4 separate regions of the Mus musculus genome follow, and all the other regions are linked to region 1. A link is a contact called in public HiCAR-type and promoter capture Hi-C data. All regions are on one chromosome and are shown on one strand. Each heading gives the region's core, a stretch centred on a gene start, on an enhancer-like site or on the middle of the called end of the contact. The rest is flanking DNA. Distances are from core to core; before and after follow the strand shown. Region 1 holds the start of Vapa (vesicle-associated membrane protein, associated protein A). Region 2 holds the start of Efna5 (ephrin A5). Region 3 overlaps Fbxl17 (F-box and leucine-rich repeat protein 17). Region 4 holds the start of Fbxl17 (F-box and leucine-rich repeat protein 17).

Evidence for each region. Promoter capture Hi-C pulls out the DNA fragments that hold promoters and counts their contacts. HiCAR-type assays count read pairs that join an accessible place to other places.
Region 2: a contact with region 1 is called in a promoter capture Hi-C map of pre-B cells, with 8 times the contacts expected there. The contact joins the promoter of Efna5 here to the promoter of Vapa in region 1. A contact is called at or near these places in 2 of 39 promoter capture datasets (hippocampal neurons and pre-B cells) and 1 of 484 Hi-C or Micro-C datasets (embryonic stem cells).
Region 3: a contact with region 1 is called in a promoter capture Hi-C map of liver, with 3 times the contacts expected there. The contact joins the enhancer-like site here to the promoter of Vapa in region 1. A contact is called at or near these places in 2 of 39 promoter capture datasets (liver and pre-B cells) and 3 of 115 datasets of contacts at active chromatin or transcription factors (bone marrow-derived dendritic cells, embryonic forebrain and large pre-B cells).
Region 4: a contact with region 1 is called in a HiCAR-type map of astrocytes, with 10 times the contacts expected there. The contact joins the promoter of Fbxl17 here to the promoter of Vapa in region 1. A contact is called at or near these places in 12 of 39 promoter capture datasets (the 3T3-L1 cell line, 3T3-L1-derived adipocytes, cranial neural crest and 7 more), 7 of 484 Hi-C or Micro-C datasets (CD4 T cells, CD8 T cells, double positive thymocytes and 2 more), 14 of 115 datasets of contacts at active chromatin or transcription factors (the SCID.adh cell line, T-cell acute lymphoblastic leukemia, astrocytes and 11 more) and 3 of 9 other capture datasets (adipose tissue, embryonic stem cells and liver).

Annotation. Positions count from the first base shown.
Region 1 is chr17:65,611,461-65,615,102 of GRCm38.p6, reverse strand. Vapa (vesicle-associated membrane protein, associated protein A) reads left to right here and starts at 1,548. Exons shown (of 6, transcript NM_013933.3): 1 at 1,548-1,883. The coding sequence starts at 1,805.
Region 2 is chr17:62,879,438-62,883,079 of GRCm38.p6, reverse strand. Efna5 (ephrin A5) reads left to right here and starts at 1,763. Exons shown (of 5, transcript NM_207654.2): 1 at 1,763-2,074. The coding sequence starts at 1,950.
Region 3 is chr17:63,360,348-63,363,989 of GRCm38.p6, reverse strand. All of the region lies in intron 5 of Fbxl17 (F-box and leucine-rich repeat protein 17), which reads left to right. Among named protein-coding and RNA genes, the nearest start is that of 4930405O22Rik, 49 kb to the right of the region's middle. Within about 2 kb of position 1,604, at least 26 of the 459 cell types and tissues checked have an H3K27ac peak or open chromatin away from gene starts, as enhancers often do. A contact at or near this core is called in liver, where this site is marked.
Region 4 is chr17:63,498,688-63,502,329 of GRCm38.p6, reverse strand. Fbxl17 (F-box and leucine-rich repeat protein 17) reads left to right here and starts at 1,750. Exons shown (of 9, transcript NM_015794.1): 1 at 1,750-3,305. The coding sequence starts at 2,313.

The sequences.
Region 1 (3,642 bases), core at 299-2,798:
CCACTTTGCACTAGGTATTTATATAAAATGATTCTCAGCATTGGTAATTATAAAATCAAAATAGCAATCAATTACAAAAAAAGTTGACAATGTTGTGTTTAGCAATATCAAATATTCAGCCAAGAATAAATAATTTTTACGTAGAGATGAACAAGGAAATCCATCTCGTTTGCATACAAGCTTGCTTTTGTCTTAAATGGATTTTTGGTCTGCTTCTTTTCAAAATTCATTTTTTAGGTTAGGATACAAAGTAAGCATTCAAAGAAAGAAAACAAACTTTTTTTTTTAAACGACCAATGTTTGCTTTATACCACTATTATATCCTATATACCTCGAGTGGCATGAAAGTTTTTCAGGTGTCGGGGCGGCAAGTTGAAAAAGTCTAATTAGCTGTATTCTAGACTGCTCATTTCGACATTTACTTCCAAGCAATCTAGAGTGCCTTTTCGTGGCAGAAGCATGAATATGTGCTTTGTTTCGCACGGAGCTTCCTAGAGATTTAAATTCAAGCAGCACCATAGGACACAATAAAGGTTTTTACAGCACATCCATTTGTTTTGTTTGCTCTTCCCGTCCCTGGATACCCTGGCAAGGGGCTGAATATCTGTCAGCAACTTGCTTGGCATTTTTTTTTTTTTTTCTCATTTGGTACAGGCTCTCCTAAGTGATACAGATAAAATTCGTCCCTAGCACGAGAATGTGGCAAACAGATTTGGGTATGAGTTTGAAGTGAACCACACTGTAGATACAGCACGTGAACTCCACGCTGTAGGAACAGAGATTTCGTTTCTACCCTTGTAGAGAAACTGTGCCTGGCACAGATTTCCCCTGGAACTCGTTCGCTTGTGAGCGAGATGTGTTTCCTTTGGCTGGGCAGGAGGGAGATGGGGAGGAGGCAGTCTTGGAACAGCAGGCAGAACGGAGCGCACGTTCGCTGAGGGCGGAAGGAATCCCCAGCAGACCAGAGGGACACGCCCTGCCGCTCTCCCAAAGGGCGGTCTCTCCTGGGATGCCTGGCTTCCAGGCAGCCTGCAAAAACCCTTCTCTTTTCCAGGGCAGACAAGACGCCCTCGGCGAGCCAAAAGCCGCGTCAGCGGCCCCACCCACTCGCCTCCAACGGACCCAGGTCGCCTTCCCGGTTCCCAGCAGCCACCGCGGAGGCGCCGCCCGCACAGGGCATGCTGGGAGTCGAGGTACCCGGCGCTTCATGACTCTCTTCCGTTCGGAATTCCACTTGGAACGCCGTGAGGTAGCGTCGTAGTCGGCGCTCCAGCCCCGCACTCGCAGCTCCAGGGCCCCAAGAACGACACCCCCTTCCCGGGGCGCCGTGCACCGCGTCTCCCCGCAAAGAGCCCCGCTCCGCCCCCCCGACCCTGCTCTACGGAGATTGACAGCGGCGCGGCGCCCGGAGCTGCGGCCAAGTCGGAGGTGCGCAGGCGCACTAGCTCAGCGTTGACCCCTCCCACCCCCCAGTTAGGCCCGGAGGGCGGGGCCAGCACGAGGGCTCCAGGCCGCGGGGGCGCGCACGTAGGCACGTAGGGCCCGTCACGTGGGGCGCCGAGGATCGCAGTGCGCGTGGCCGCGGCGGCTGGTGTGGGGTTGAGTCAGTTGTGACACCCGGAGCTGCTGAGCGGACAGGCTGCCCTCGGGACCCCCGCGGCCCGGCAGCAGGCGCGGAGCTTCGGGAATCGTGAGCCTGGCCCCGTCCTAGAGCTCCGCGGAGCCGGCGCCGCCACCGTCCCCTCGCCCCCGCCAGCGAACCGCCGCCGCGGGCGCGCCCCCGCTCTGCGCTGCGCTGTCTCCTATGGCGTCCGCCTCCGGGGCCATGGCGAAGCACGAGCAGATCCTGGTCCTCGACCCTCCTTCAGACCTCAAATTCAAAGGTAGGCTGGCTGGGACGCTCCGGAGCGGAGCTGAGGCTGGGGCTGGGGCTGGCGGGCGGCGGCGGGGTGGCCGGGCCGTGCTCCCCTCCCCCACGCCCCGGCCGAGCGTCGGAGCCGCGGCCCCGCTGCGTCCCTCGGCCCCGCGCCTCGCCGTCCGCCGCTGCCGGGCCGGGCCGGGCCGGGCTGGGCTGCGCTGCGGAGGGGAGGGGAGGGAGCCGCCGGGCGCCGCGGAGGGCTCCGCCGCCATCTTGCGGCCCCGCGGGGGCGCCGTGGGAGCCCGCCCGCGCCTTGCCCGCCGGCCCGCATGGCGTCCTTGCCCCAGGGGCGGCCGCGGCGCGGCGCGGTGCGGTCGGGCGGTGCGGGAGGGCGACTGGGAGCCGGAGCTCCCTAGTCGGCGGGCGCCAGTGGGCGCCGTTCGGCGGCTTTGGGCAGGCGCGGTCCGCCGCGGGCGAGGAGGCGTTCACGGTCGCGGCCTCGCCCGGAGTCTTTCCCGGTCAGGTGCGGGACTCTGGCTGAGCCGGGAGACCAGGCAGCAGAGTCTCTGGCTGGGACTGACCCCGCGTGTTGGCACGGCCCCCAGGCGCGCGGCAGAAAGCTGTGCGTCAGCTGGGGCATGCATGGTCAGAGGTTAATGGTAGTGGGTCCCTTGTGTCAGCTCGGATTGTCCCTAGGTACGGAGGACCCAGTCCTTGAGTGCACACTGTCTTTACTGAAGAATTCTTTCAGCGTTTGTGACCCGCTTACGCTTGCGGTTTCCCTGCGTATCCCGAGAAAGCTGCTAAGGTGCCACACAGCTCTGGAACTGTTGACTTTGGAGCATTGACTGTGATAGACAGTGGCTTGGTGATTCTTGTTCAGATCCAAGGCGGTTTGCCTTCTCAGTGTGTAGGAAACGAAACGTTACACAGAACAATTTACTTTATTTTAAGGAGAACCAAAAGAATGGAGCTAAAGAGAAAACGTGATCCTTCCTATCTTTAAATGTAAAGTGCCCCCCTCCCCCCCCCCCGAAAGTTAATACCTTGCGTTTTAATTTCAGGAACTGATGAAAACAATTTTCCTTAGGCGCACATCGATTCCAGTACTAAGAGAAAAAGTAAACCCATTAATAGTAGTGTAAGAGTTAGTCCAAATGAAAATAGCTGAATTGTCCTTGTGGGAACAATTTAAAATAGTTCCAGACACTTAAAGATTTTATATCTTAAATAGTTTTAGGGCTTATAAACATTGGGTATTCTGCTAGTCACATGCCCTGCAGGTGTTTCAGTACATTCACAAGTTTCTCTTTACTAGACAAGAACTTGATTGTGATTTTAAGGCAGCTCTAATATCTTTGGAATTGGGTCGTGAACCACACTTATAATCCCGGCATTCTGGAAGTCCAGAAACCATCCAAAGTTTGAAATCAACCCGGGCTACAAGGGAGACACTAGACAGTGTCTCAGAACCTCGGGTAGTGTGTATTTTCCTGCAGCAAATTTCTGTATTGCCTGATTGGTTTTTTTTGGGGGGGGGAGGGGGGGAGGGAGTGGGCGGGGTTTGCTGAGAAGTTCTTATAGTACTGTAGTAGCCATAGGTAATAGAAGCGATTTAATGAACATTTTTACGATATTTTGTGTGGTTTGCTTTTTCTCTTTTGACTGTAAGAGAAAATTATCTGTACCACATAGACATGTGTGAAAAGTCTTTTATGAGACAGGTTTTAAAAACGATTGGAAATACTACATTGTGCAGTATCCATATAGACCACTTATTTTTG
Region 2 (3,642 bases), core at 514-3,013, 2.7 Mb after region 1:
CCCCACCCTCCAAGTAAACTGCATGGAGGGAGGGGGAGTGGGGAGGGGAGCAGCCCACATGACCTGGGCCGCGGAGGCAGCAGCGCCGGCGGCGCCTCCCCCTGCTCGGTCCGGAGCTCACCCCCCACGCTCGCGCCGCCTGCCAACCCAGCGCCCCGCGCAACACGCCCGGGCGGAGCCCCCCTCCCGCTGGCCCACGTCCACGTCCACGCGCGCGGGCTCGCGTGGTGCCGAGGCTGCTGCCGCCTGGGCCGCCGCGGCAGTCGGCTTTACACGCAGGTCATTAACGAGGGGGCGTGCCCGAGGAGATTTTTTTTCCCATAAAGCATTTTTTCTCTCCTTTTCTTTTTTTTTTTTTTTCCCTCCTCTTTTGCAAAACTGACTTTTCCCCTCCTTTCTACTTCTCGCCAGTCTTCCCAACCTCTCCAGGCTGCTCGCGCCGCTGCACTCAAGTTTATTTTCCCGCCTGGGCAGAGGTTTTAGGATTCGGTCGGTGGCTTTCACCTCTCGTTACTGCTGTGCCTAAGGAGGGAAGGAGGAGGCAGCTCCGGATCGGGAAGGTTTTCTGATGTAGTCATCGGGGAGGTGCCAGCAGCTCGCGTGTGCTCCCTCTCCCTTTTTCCCTCCCGGTTTCAAACTGATTGATGAATCTCTACAAGTTGCTGGGGTTGGGGCCGGAGAGGTCCGAGTCCCAGGGACACTTCTGAGAGCTCCCCCCCGGGGCTCTGGGCACGCCGTGCGGGGGTTCAGCCTCTCTCCCGGAAGGCGAACGGAGACTGTCATCAGCCCATCCCGGACTTGGAGGGCTCCATCCGAAAGTGATTGTTTCCCCTCTCGCTTCTCAGCCCGGCAGTTGGCTTGGCGTCGCCCTGCAGGTTTGGGCATCCCGGCCCCGCCTGGCTGGCTGGTTCACAACCTCTGCTCTTCATTCACTCCGCGGCACCCACACCCGGCCAAGACAAGCTAGCAGGAGAAATCCCCGACTCAGCCAGCGCCCGGGGGTGCCATCTCGCTCTGCCTCTGCGGTCGGACTCCTTTGGGGACCTGCTGGAAGACGTGAAGAGCCAAACTTTTCTTGGAGCCTTTTCCGAAGCAAGACCCGCTCCTCCTCTCCTCGCCTGAGCGCTCGGCTGCGGCTTTGGGCAGTTCCAGGACTCCGGCAGAGCCGGGCTTGCGGATCCAGATCGCCACTCTTCTCTGCGCACCTCCGGGTACCGCAGTCCACAGGACTCCTGCGAGCCTTGCGGGGGGTCGCCTGGCCAAGGCACAGAAGGGAGGCTCCGGACTGCTTCCAGCCTCCTGGGGACACCAGTGTGAGGACGCCCCCCCCCCCGCCCCCCTCCACACAGCGCCCTCCTCCTGCAGTTTCTCTCCGGCCGCCAAAGTAACTTGGAACAAAGCGGGGCGCACGGTGAGGGCCCAGCGCGGCGGAGGAAGCCCGTGCAGACCGCGGCGCCGACACTGAGCCGGGCCCGGCGGGCCGGTGTATGTCTCCCCGCAGCCGCGGCGCTCAACTCCCCGTGACTGTGCAGCGCGCGCCGCCGCCTGCCCCGACCCGCGCTGCCGCCGCCCGGCCCCGCACGCACCTCCCTCTCCCGGGGTGACCGGCTTGCAGCCGCCGCCCGAGACACAGCTCCGCACCCCTACCCCCGCCCTCGCCGCCGCCACCGCACACACGCACGCGTCTCTCCGTCTTGTGATTCTTCTCCCCTCCCGAGCCCTTCAGTGGGGGTGCGAGTTTGTCCCCCCGCCCCAGCCACTGCCTCCTTCTTCTCTCTCTCCTCTTCCTCTTCCTCCCGCGCTCGCCGCGCGCCTCTCGCCCCTTCATCGTATTTATTCCTATTTATTTGGCGTCCGCTCTCTTCGTCTGCCCCTCTCCCTCCCTCCCCCTGGATCCCCGATCTCTCCCCGGAGTGGCGCGTCGGGGGCTCCGCCGCTGGCTAGGCGTGATGTTGCACGTGGAGATGTTGACGCTGCTCTTTCTGGTGCTCTGGATGTGTGTGTTCAGCCAGGACCCGGGCTCCAAAGTCGTCGCCGACCGCTACGCCGTCTACTGGAACAGCAGCAACCCCAGGTAAGGTGGCCGGGGCGGGGGCGCCAAAAGCTCGGGCTCCGCGGGCCTGGGCCGGGAGCAGGGGACACGGCGGCCGGGAGCGGCGCGCACCAGCCGCAGGCAGCGCGCGCCCTCGGAGCCTGCGTCGCCAGACGCCGCTGGCCGCCCGGCGCCGGCGGGAAGCGCTCGCTCCGCGCCGCTCTTTGTTAAGCCAGGGCGGCAGGGCCGGCGGCTGCTAGCAATCCCCAGGGCTGCGCGGAGCCGCTGCCTCCGACCGGGTGCGGGGAAGACACGGGAATGGGCGGGAGCCCCGGACCCGGGCCATCGCTTCCCAGTCGGGGAGATTGGCCCGCACCTCCGGATCCCGGCTTAGAGCTTGGGTGCTGGTAGCCTCGGGTGCGTACTGCCAAGAGGTCCTCCCTGGAGCCTGGGGGGCGCGGGGCTGAGGCCGGGATCCTGATAGATAGCATCAAAGTTTTCTTTTTTTTTTAATTTTAAAATTTTTACTTAAACATAATGCCTTCTTTTACCTCCTTGCGCGCATAGAGAGAGCGCGTACCGGTTAGAGGGAAGCAAAGGGGGGTTGGAGGGATGGGTGAGTGGAAAGCGGAAGCTTTAGGGTTTAATGTTCTTTTTAACTGCGAGATAACTGTTAGGTGACCCCCCCCCCCCCCACACACACACCGCCAAGTCGGTCTAGGCCCATCGCGCTTGGCCCTGGAAAGGATTCTCCCAGCTCGGGCACCCTCCTTTCCCCCCCAGTGGGCTTAAGGTGCCAGAAAGTTTGATCGAATGCCGGGTTACGTCACGAGTGCAGAGCGAGCCGCTGGAGTTGGCAAGCCGGAAGGTGGGAGCCTTCGCCCCGGGGCCTGGCGCTGTGCAGCTGGAGGGACGCGCGTGGTTACCTGCGACAGCGTCTAGGCGACCCCAAAGCCTGCGGGCTTGGCGGGAGGCTGGAAGCGGGCGCCGGGGACTTCCTTAGCGCACGCTCTGGGCCCTAGCTTGCCGCAGCCACCCTGCGATCCTGGACCCCGGAGAGGGGAGGAGGGTCGTCCACAGCACCAGGCAGACCCTTTCTGGTCCGGGCTGCTCCCAAACCTTACTTTCTCCCGGATCTGGACCCAGCAGTCGGTCCCGCTGGGCCCACATCGCTCTGCTTTCAGCTGTGGGCTGGTAGTATTGGTGTGTTGTTCTGGGAGGGAGGCAGTGTCGCTTGTACCTAGGATCACAGGTTTTTCTCTGGGCTGAAGTGGAAGTTGTGAGGAAAGAGGCGGGAGACCGAGGACTGAGCCTGTGGTTGTGGCGCATCTAAAGCTCTAGGCGAGGGGGCCGGCGGACGCCTACAATTCAGTTTCCCACCAGCCCTTTCTAGCGCCTCCAGCTTTCCCTCTGTTATGAATTCAGAGGTTTTCCCGGTTGTCAAGGGTCAGCTGGGATGAAGAGCTGATTTCTCCAGGAACGCTCATGATTGCCCATCCTAGGGAGAAATCGCCCCACCCTGTTACTCCGGCCGGCCCAGTCACACCCAGGTAGCCTAAAGTGCTTGCCTAGCTCATCCTTGAAAGTTTGCGTTTTTTAATAAAAAGGGT
Region 3 (3,642 bases), core at 355-2,854, 2.3 Mb after region 1:
GCAGAAGTATTTTTCTTTCCTAGAACCGTCGGGTATAATGGAAGATCTGCGTAGAAGTATTTAAGTAATCCTAATGTGGAGAGTGAGAGACAAGGAGGAGTCAGAAGGGTCGGCTCTGAGGAAAAGCAGGGCAGCCAAGTATCCGAGGACGAATTCCAGAGTGCTGAATAAACGACAAGAGATCTCAGATGTTTTAGGAAAATGGCAGAATCCAGCCTCCAAGGAGATGGAAGGCCAGGCTGGCAAAGGCAGCAGTTGTCAGTTGGCATGCTCTTCCCTGGGGAACACACTTTATTTGCCTGGAGTCCGTGTGTAGGGCTGTGGCCTCATCAGCTCCCCCTATCCACTTCGCATGTCCTTGTTGAGGCTGTGTTTGGGCTGTCCGGCTAGTGAGACTTTGTGGATGTAGCTTTGGATGTTATGAGGAGACGATGCTTCACATCCTCCCTGATCCTCTGGTTCTTGCGGTCTTTCTGGCCTGTCTTCTGTAATGTTCCCTGAGCCTTAGGTGAGGGAGTGCTCCATAGATGTGTCTACTGGATCTGGGCTCCACAGCTCTGTATTCTGATTGGTTGTGCTTTCTGGTAGAGGACTCCATGTGTTGCAAAGAGAAGTTTTCCTGATGAAGTGACTATACCTACCTGTGGGTGTAAGGATATAAATGCATCCAGCAACACTTAATGGAAGGAAAAAAAAAGAGGCATGTGAATTTGAAAGAACAAATAGGTTTAGATGAAGATATGATTCAATTATAATCTCAATGGAAAAAGAAAAAGATAAAAAAAAATAAAAAACAGGTCAAAAAGGAATATGACATGCCTGAGCACTGCCATAGTCTTGCTATAGATTACAAGATCCTGGAAGTCTTGGTTTTACACGTAGTGATTCTCACTCACTGTTTGTGCCAAACTAAAATGCAGGCATATATTTTTCACAACCTACTTTAGTAAGGGTTCAACCTTCCCTCTAGCCTACTGTCTTAGTCAGGGTTTCTATTCCTGCACAAACATCATGACCAAGAAGCAAGTTGGGGAGAAAAGGGTTTATTTGGCTTACACTTCCATACTGTTGTTCATCACCAAGGAAGTCAGGACTGGAACTCAAGCAGGTCAGGAAGCAGGAGCTGATGCAGAGACCCTGGAAGGATGTTCTTTACTGGCTTGCTTTCCCTGGCTTGCTCAGCCTGCTCCCTTATAGAACCCAAGACTACCAGCCCAGGGATGGCACCATTCACAAGGGGACCTTTCCCCTTGACCACTAATTGAGAAATAGTGCTTGCAGCTGGATTTTCCCCAAGTGAAGCTCCTTTCTCTGTGATAACTCCAGCCTCTGTCAAGTTGACACAAAACTAGCCAGTACACCTACTTACCAGAGGTAGTAGAAAAGAAAGGTTATTAGGATATGGGGGAAATGGACCTGTTTAGAAATAATTCATTAGGGAGTTCCAAATGTCCTTGTTCTTAGTTCAGTCTACTAGCAAACACCAAACAGGAATCAGCAAGGGAGTGCAATTCAGAAGAAGCCACAAGGCTCCAGCAGACACCACATACAAGTCAGCAGCTGCAGTCTGCTCGGCAGACACTACACATGAATCAGCAAGGCCATTCAACTGAGAGGAAACCTCAAGGCTTGCCAGCTGCGCCAAGTCTGCTGAAGTGGTAAGAAGCTGCTGGAACCTCACAGGAAGTTCTTTGTTTTCTATGAAATCATTAGAGTGAAGCTCAGCAACATAGGGTAAGGGTAACCAGTCTATGTGTGTCATCAACTAAGACTAGCACGGTGAAGCAAAGTGAACCAGTGCTCACTCTCACTGTCTGTGGGTCAGATTTATATTCTTTCTAAATATCATGTGTACTTTTACGTGTTTGCTGTAGCAAAACATTCACCCGTGTCAGCTTCAGCAAAACATTCTTTAACTTCTTTGCTTTACAAAACATTCTTTCACCTGTCTGCCCCAGCAAAACAGCATTATAACCTGAGTCTCCAAAGAAACCAGGCAGTTCCACTTTACTAACAGGTGATTTAAAAGCCTTCCGATTTCACCCTGCTGCTCCCAGCTCCATGTTGTAATGGGAAGGGTCTGTCCAAAGGTCAAGAACGCGACATTTTGATCCTTTGGTACTGTGTACAGCATTGCCACACTTGAACCGAGTGCGGAACAGAGTGCGCTCTGTGAGCTGCTCTGGTCTCTGGTGCAGTTGTTAGATAGATGGCCTCTGTTTTCTCCTTCTGTTACCAGCCGTCTACGTTTCTAATTTTGTGACTTTACTCTTCAGGATCTGTGACACAGTCGGTTCTTTCCTCATGATGCCTTCCTTTAGCCCACGCGGCCTGTACCCTTGAACTTTACCTTGGCTTCCATCTTCAGAGGCTTCTTGAAGACTGGCCATGTGTATGATCTCCGAAGTTCTGGTAGCCATTAGTAAGGCATTCAGTCTTAACCTTGATTTTATTCCCCAGTTTTATTATAACTGATTGCTTGCTCCTAATAAATCTAGTATTGGTAAAGCCTTTAAAGTTTTAGAAACTAATTGTCACTTAAACGTATTTATCTATTTGGCTTGTGGGAACACACTCTGTGTCTCCTTGTTTCATTCACCATAGTCATCTTGTACAATGTGGCCAGCCCCTGCTCCTTCCCTCCCTTCTTCCTCCCTTCTTCCCCCCTTTTTCCTCCCTCCCTCCCTCTCTCCCTTCCTCCCTTCTTTCCTCCCTCCCTTTCTCTCTCCCTGTGTGTATATTTTTATCCTCCTATCTGGGCTTCCACTTGTGCCCTTCCCTGTTTTTCTTTTCCTTTTTTTTTCATCTTTTCTTGGTCTTAAGGAAAATTGAAGACATTTGGAGACATCTTTGTATTCCTCGTATTCCATGTTTCCTAGGTAATGTTTGAGTTTCTCATTTTATATTTAAACACAGACCTGGACATACCAATCATCCACTAATTTTTGTCTTTCAATGTGAATGGCTGCAAGCTAATTTCTTTTGAACAGTGCAGTATTAAACTGAAAAGTGGTTATTAAATTTTGCATTCTGACTTTTTTTTTTAATGTCTCACCCTGTGTCTGAAAATGCTGGGGTGGAAAGGCTTTGCTTACTCAAATCCTTTGGGATTTGTGTACCCCAAGACTACTGGTGAATTATAAGGAAAGCAGGCTTAATTAAGATGTCAGTTTCTCTAGATGTAATTATCTGTTTTAGACTATGTGGGATTATTTCAGGTAGCTTTTAATGAAGCACTGGAGGGCACTGTTGAAATGTTTCCCAGCAAGCAAATGAATGTGATGAATTTGACAGGGCTGTTTGTGAGTTCTGACTAAAATGCCAAGCCTGTAGAGATGCTGGGTCTGTGTCTTCTGATGGTATCCCGGGGGTTAGCGTCCTGCAGCCAACCCTGCATGCTGTCAGAGTTCTGCAGGTGTTGGTCAAATGATCATAGGAAGGCCATGTGAACATACACCAGTCAGGGACTGCCAGCTCATAAAAGCAATGAGCCTTAGTGTGTCCAGTGTTTGTCTATACTGTCTTGCATGCCCTGGCATGTGAGTCAGGGCATACCTGTTAGCTCCACTATGGATTGTAAATATCAATCAGTGACATGCACTGGTGGCCTGGTACCATCATCTGGTCCACCTTGCAACAGGT
Region 4 (3,642 bases), core at 501-3,000, 2.1 Mb after region 1:
CCTCATCTTTAGAAACGTTAAGTTGCAGTTCGAGTGCATATGTGCCCCTGATGGGTATGCATGGTGCCAGGCTCTCTATAAAGGACTTGCTAAAATCAGGAAGGCATTCTCGTTTCTAACTCCACAGTCTGATTCAACACACATTTATGAGATCCATTCATATTCTATTTTATTTTTAATTCAAGAGTAGTGGTGCACTGAATATTCCAGCTTCCTCATTCTCCCACTGACAGACATCTGGGCTCCTTGAGAGTTTTGCTCTCATCAGTACATTTGCGTTTCCATACAAGTCTTTTTGCAGACAGGACTTTATTTCTCTTGGTGAACACAAGATGTGGGTCTTTATGTGCCAAAGGGTAGACGAATGCTTGACTTACAAGAAACTGACAGGGCTGTACTTTCTGCACAATTTTAGCTTCATTTGCTCTAGAAAAGAGCCAAGCCGAGATGGCCATAACTTGACGATTCACGAATGGAGCTCTGAGAGCCTGGAAGACCCTTTCCTCGATTACAGGCAGAAGAACCATGGGCATGTGGGGGATATCCGTAGGTGAAGGAGTTCAGACAGCACATTTGAGAGTAACAAATATGTGAATATCTGGACAAATCTTTTTCCCATTGGTTTTTGAAATTCTGATATCCTCAACTCTCTCCCCGGTAGCTTTTGAATATACCCAGGGAGTATATTCTTCAGCAGGGAGGGGTGGGGCTTCTTTTAATGAAGAGTAGAAACTGCCAGAAACAAATCACCTCATTTCTTCGCAGCCTTTGTTTCTTTTCTGCCACTCCCCCCACTGACACTTTTTCTAAAGTCCTCTCCACTGCCTGATCCACTGCTTTGGACTCTTAGCATGGTTTCAAAGTTCCCTCCAAAACTTACCCTGAAATTTGCTACTGTTAACAGTATGCATGCAACATTCCTAAGGGGGTCCTTTAAGAGGTGATGAGGACACTAGAGTTCCGCCCTCCAGGAACAAATTGTTACCACAAGAGTAGGTTCCCGATAAAAAATGATAGACAGTTTCCGGCGCTTTTACCCTGCCACTTAGCTGACACTGCATGTTATTCTACTTTCCAAAGCCTCCAGAGCGAGATAAACTTCTTCATAGTTTACTGTTGTATGTAGCATTGTTATAGCAGCAGAAGAGACTAAGACAACTAACTTTCCCTACCTTCTCCCCTGTGAAAGCTGACCTCTCCCCATCCGAGAACCTGTGTCATCACTGTAACTTAAGACTTCTGAAGTCTGATCAACTTGCATGTTTTAGTTCCCCACCTTAGCCACCAAAGTCTGTCCTAAGGGCACCACACTAATATTCACAGAGTGGACAGACTGGATTTCAAGGTGTCAAACAACAGTAACATTGAGCTTGGAGCCTGGAATGTTGGAGTGTTTTTTCCAGCGTGTATACCTGTTTTCAGCGTGATACATGTTTTCAGCCCGCAATTGTGTGCAAAGGCAGCAGTATGCAACAGGTGCCTAGACACAGGAGTAGAATCAGTGTAGTCACCTAGCTAACGGATCCTTACTGGACTGTCACCCATCACCCAAGGGCTCAGGCCTCTCAGGTGGAACTGGTTCTTCCGTTCTCAATTGGCCTCAGTTTCCGAGTCAGGGCGATGGTGGGGTGGGAAGTGAAGGGGAAGAGCCAAGCTGAGCCTGGCCAATGGCAGCTCTTGAACTTACACCTCCAGACGTCAGCGCGGCCGTGGAAACGGATGTCACCCAGCTGGCTCGGAAGCGTCTCCATCCGCTTCGGGAGAGGGGCGTGAGCCCGGAGGCGTCCAGGCCACCTCCGTGTGCAGCCGGAGGGAGTGCGCGGCCCCGTCAGCGCGCAGCCCCGAGGTCCCCGCTTCTCCCCCGGCGGCGCTCCCGCCCCTGGGTGAGACCCGCGCGCCCCCGCGGGCGGCTCCGCCCCCTCCCGGAGCGGGCGGCGCGCTCCCGCGGCGACGGGCCGTGTCGCGGGCTCGCGCGCCGCCGGCCCAGCCGCAGTTAAAATGGTCCGAGTCGGGCCCGCGCTGCCCCCGCCGCGGCGCTGACTGACTGAACCGGCTGGCCTGGCCGGCAGACTCGCTTCCCTCCCTCGCGTCCCCACAGCTCGCGCCCGTCCTCCTCCCGGCTCCCCGGGGGGCAAAGCATGTAGCCCGCGTCGGGCACCCGGGCGGCCCGCAGCTGACGCCCACCCCCGCCGTCGCGTGTGCCGGGTGCGCGGCGCGGGCGACCCAGCCAGCGGCCTGCCCCGCCGCCGGAGCCCGCCCCTCGGGCCTCCCTCTCCCGCCCCGTCCCGGTCGCCCTCCTCGGGGCCTTCTATATGGGCCACCTTCTCTCGAAGGAGCCGCGTAACCGCCCGAGCCAGAAGAGGCCTCGCTGCTGCAGCTGGTGTCGCCGCCGGCGCCCTCTCCTCAGACTGCCCCGCCGGGCTCTGGCCAAGGCGTCCCCGCAGCCCGCGGCGCCCCGGAGCCGGGACTGCTTCTTCCGCGGGCCCTGCATGCTCTGCTTCATCGTGCACAGCCCCGGCGCGCCCGCCTCCGCCGGCCTAGAGGAGGAGCCGCCGCTCTCGCCACCGCCGCCGCCGCCGCGGGACGGGGCCTACGCCGCCGTCTCCTCGCAGCACTTGGCGCGGCGCTACGCGGCCCTGGCCGCCGAGGACTGCGCCGCCGCCGCACGCCGCTTCCTGCTGTCCTCGGCCGCCGCCGCCGCCGCCGCTGCCTCGTCGCCCGCGTCCTGCTGCAAGGAGCTGGGGCTGGCCGCCGCCGCCGCCTGGGAGCAGCAGGGCCGGAGCCTCTTCCTGGCCGGCGTGGGGCCCGTGCGCTTCCTGGGACCGCTGGCCGCCGTGCAGCTCTTCCGGGCACCGCCGGCGCCGCCGCCGCAGGCCGAGCCCGCCACGGCCCTCGAGATGGTTTGCAAGCGGAAAGGGGCCGGGGTCCCCGCCTGCACCCCCTGCAAGCAGCCCCGTTGCGGCTGCGGGGGCTGCGGCGGGGGCGGCGGCGGCGGGGGAGGGCCCGCGGGAGGAGGTGCCTCGCCGCCGCGGCCGCCCGATGCCGGCTGCTGCCAGGCCCCGGAGCAGCCCCCGCCGCCGCTCTGCCCCGCGCCCGCCTCTCCCGCCTCAGAGTGTGCCCCCATCGTGGCCGCCGCCGGGGACACAGTCCGAGCCGGGGGCACCGCCCCCTCGTCTGCCCAGCAGCAGCCCGAGAGCGGCGACGCGGACTGTCAGGAGCCCCCCGAAAACCCCTGCGACTGTCACAGGGAGCCGCCCCCCGAGATCCCAGACATCAACCAACTGCCGCCGTCCATCCTGCTTAAGGTGGGTCTGGGCGAGGAGGCGCAGGGATGCTCACTCCCCCCCCCCCGCCCCCCTAACCCGGCTCCCCCGCCTCCGAGGCTTTCTCTCTCCTCCCCCTGTGTGCAGAGGAGGGGGGGGGGTTCCCTGACAGCCGGGGGACGCCGGAAGGGGAGACTGGGAAGCCAGTGGGGCCTGAGCTTTCAGCCTGGTGTTGAAGTAGGAAAACTTGGAGGCTGCTGAATGCCTCGAAGTAGCTTAGGTCCTACAACTCGGGGTTCATGCATTGCATTGGCAAACCCCCCAATATAGATACTATACTAGATTCTGTGGAATATACACGCATTTCTTGAGCAAGTTG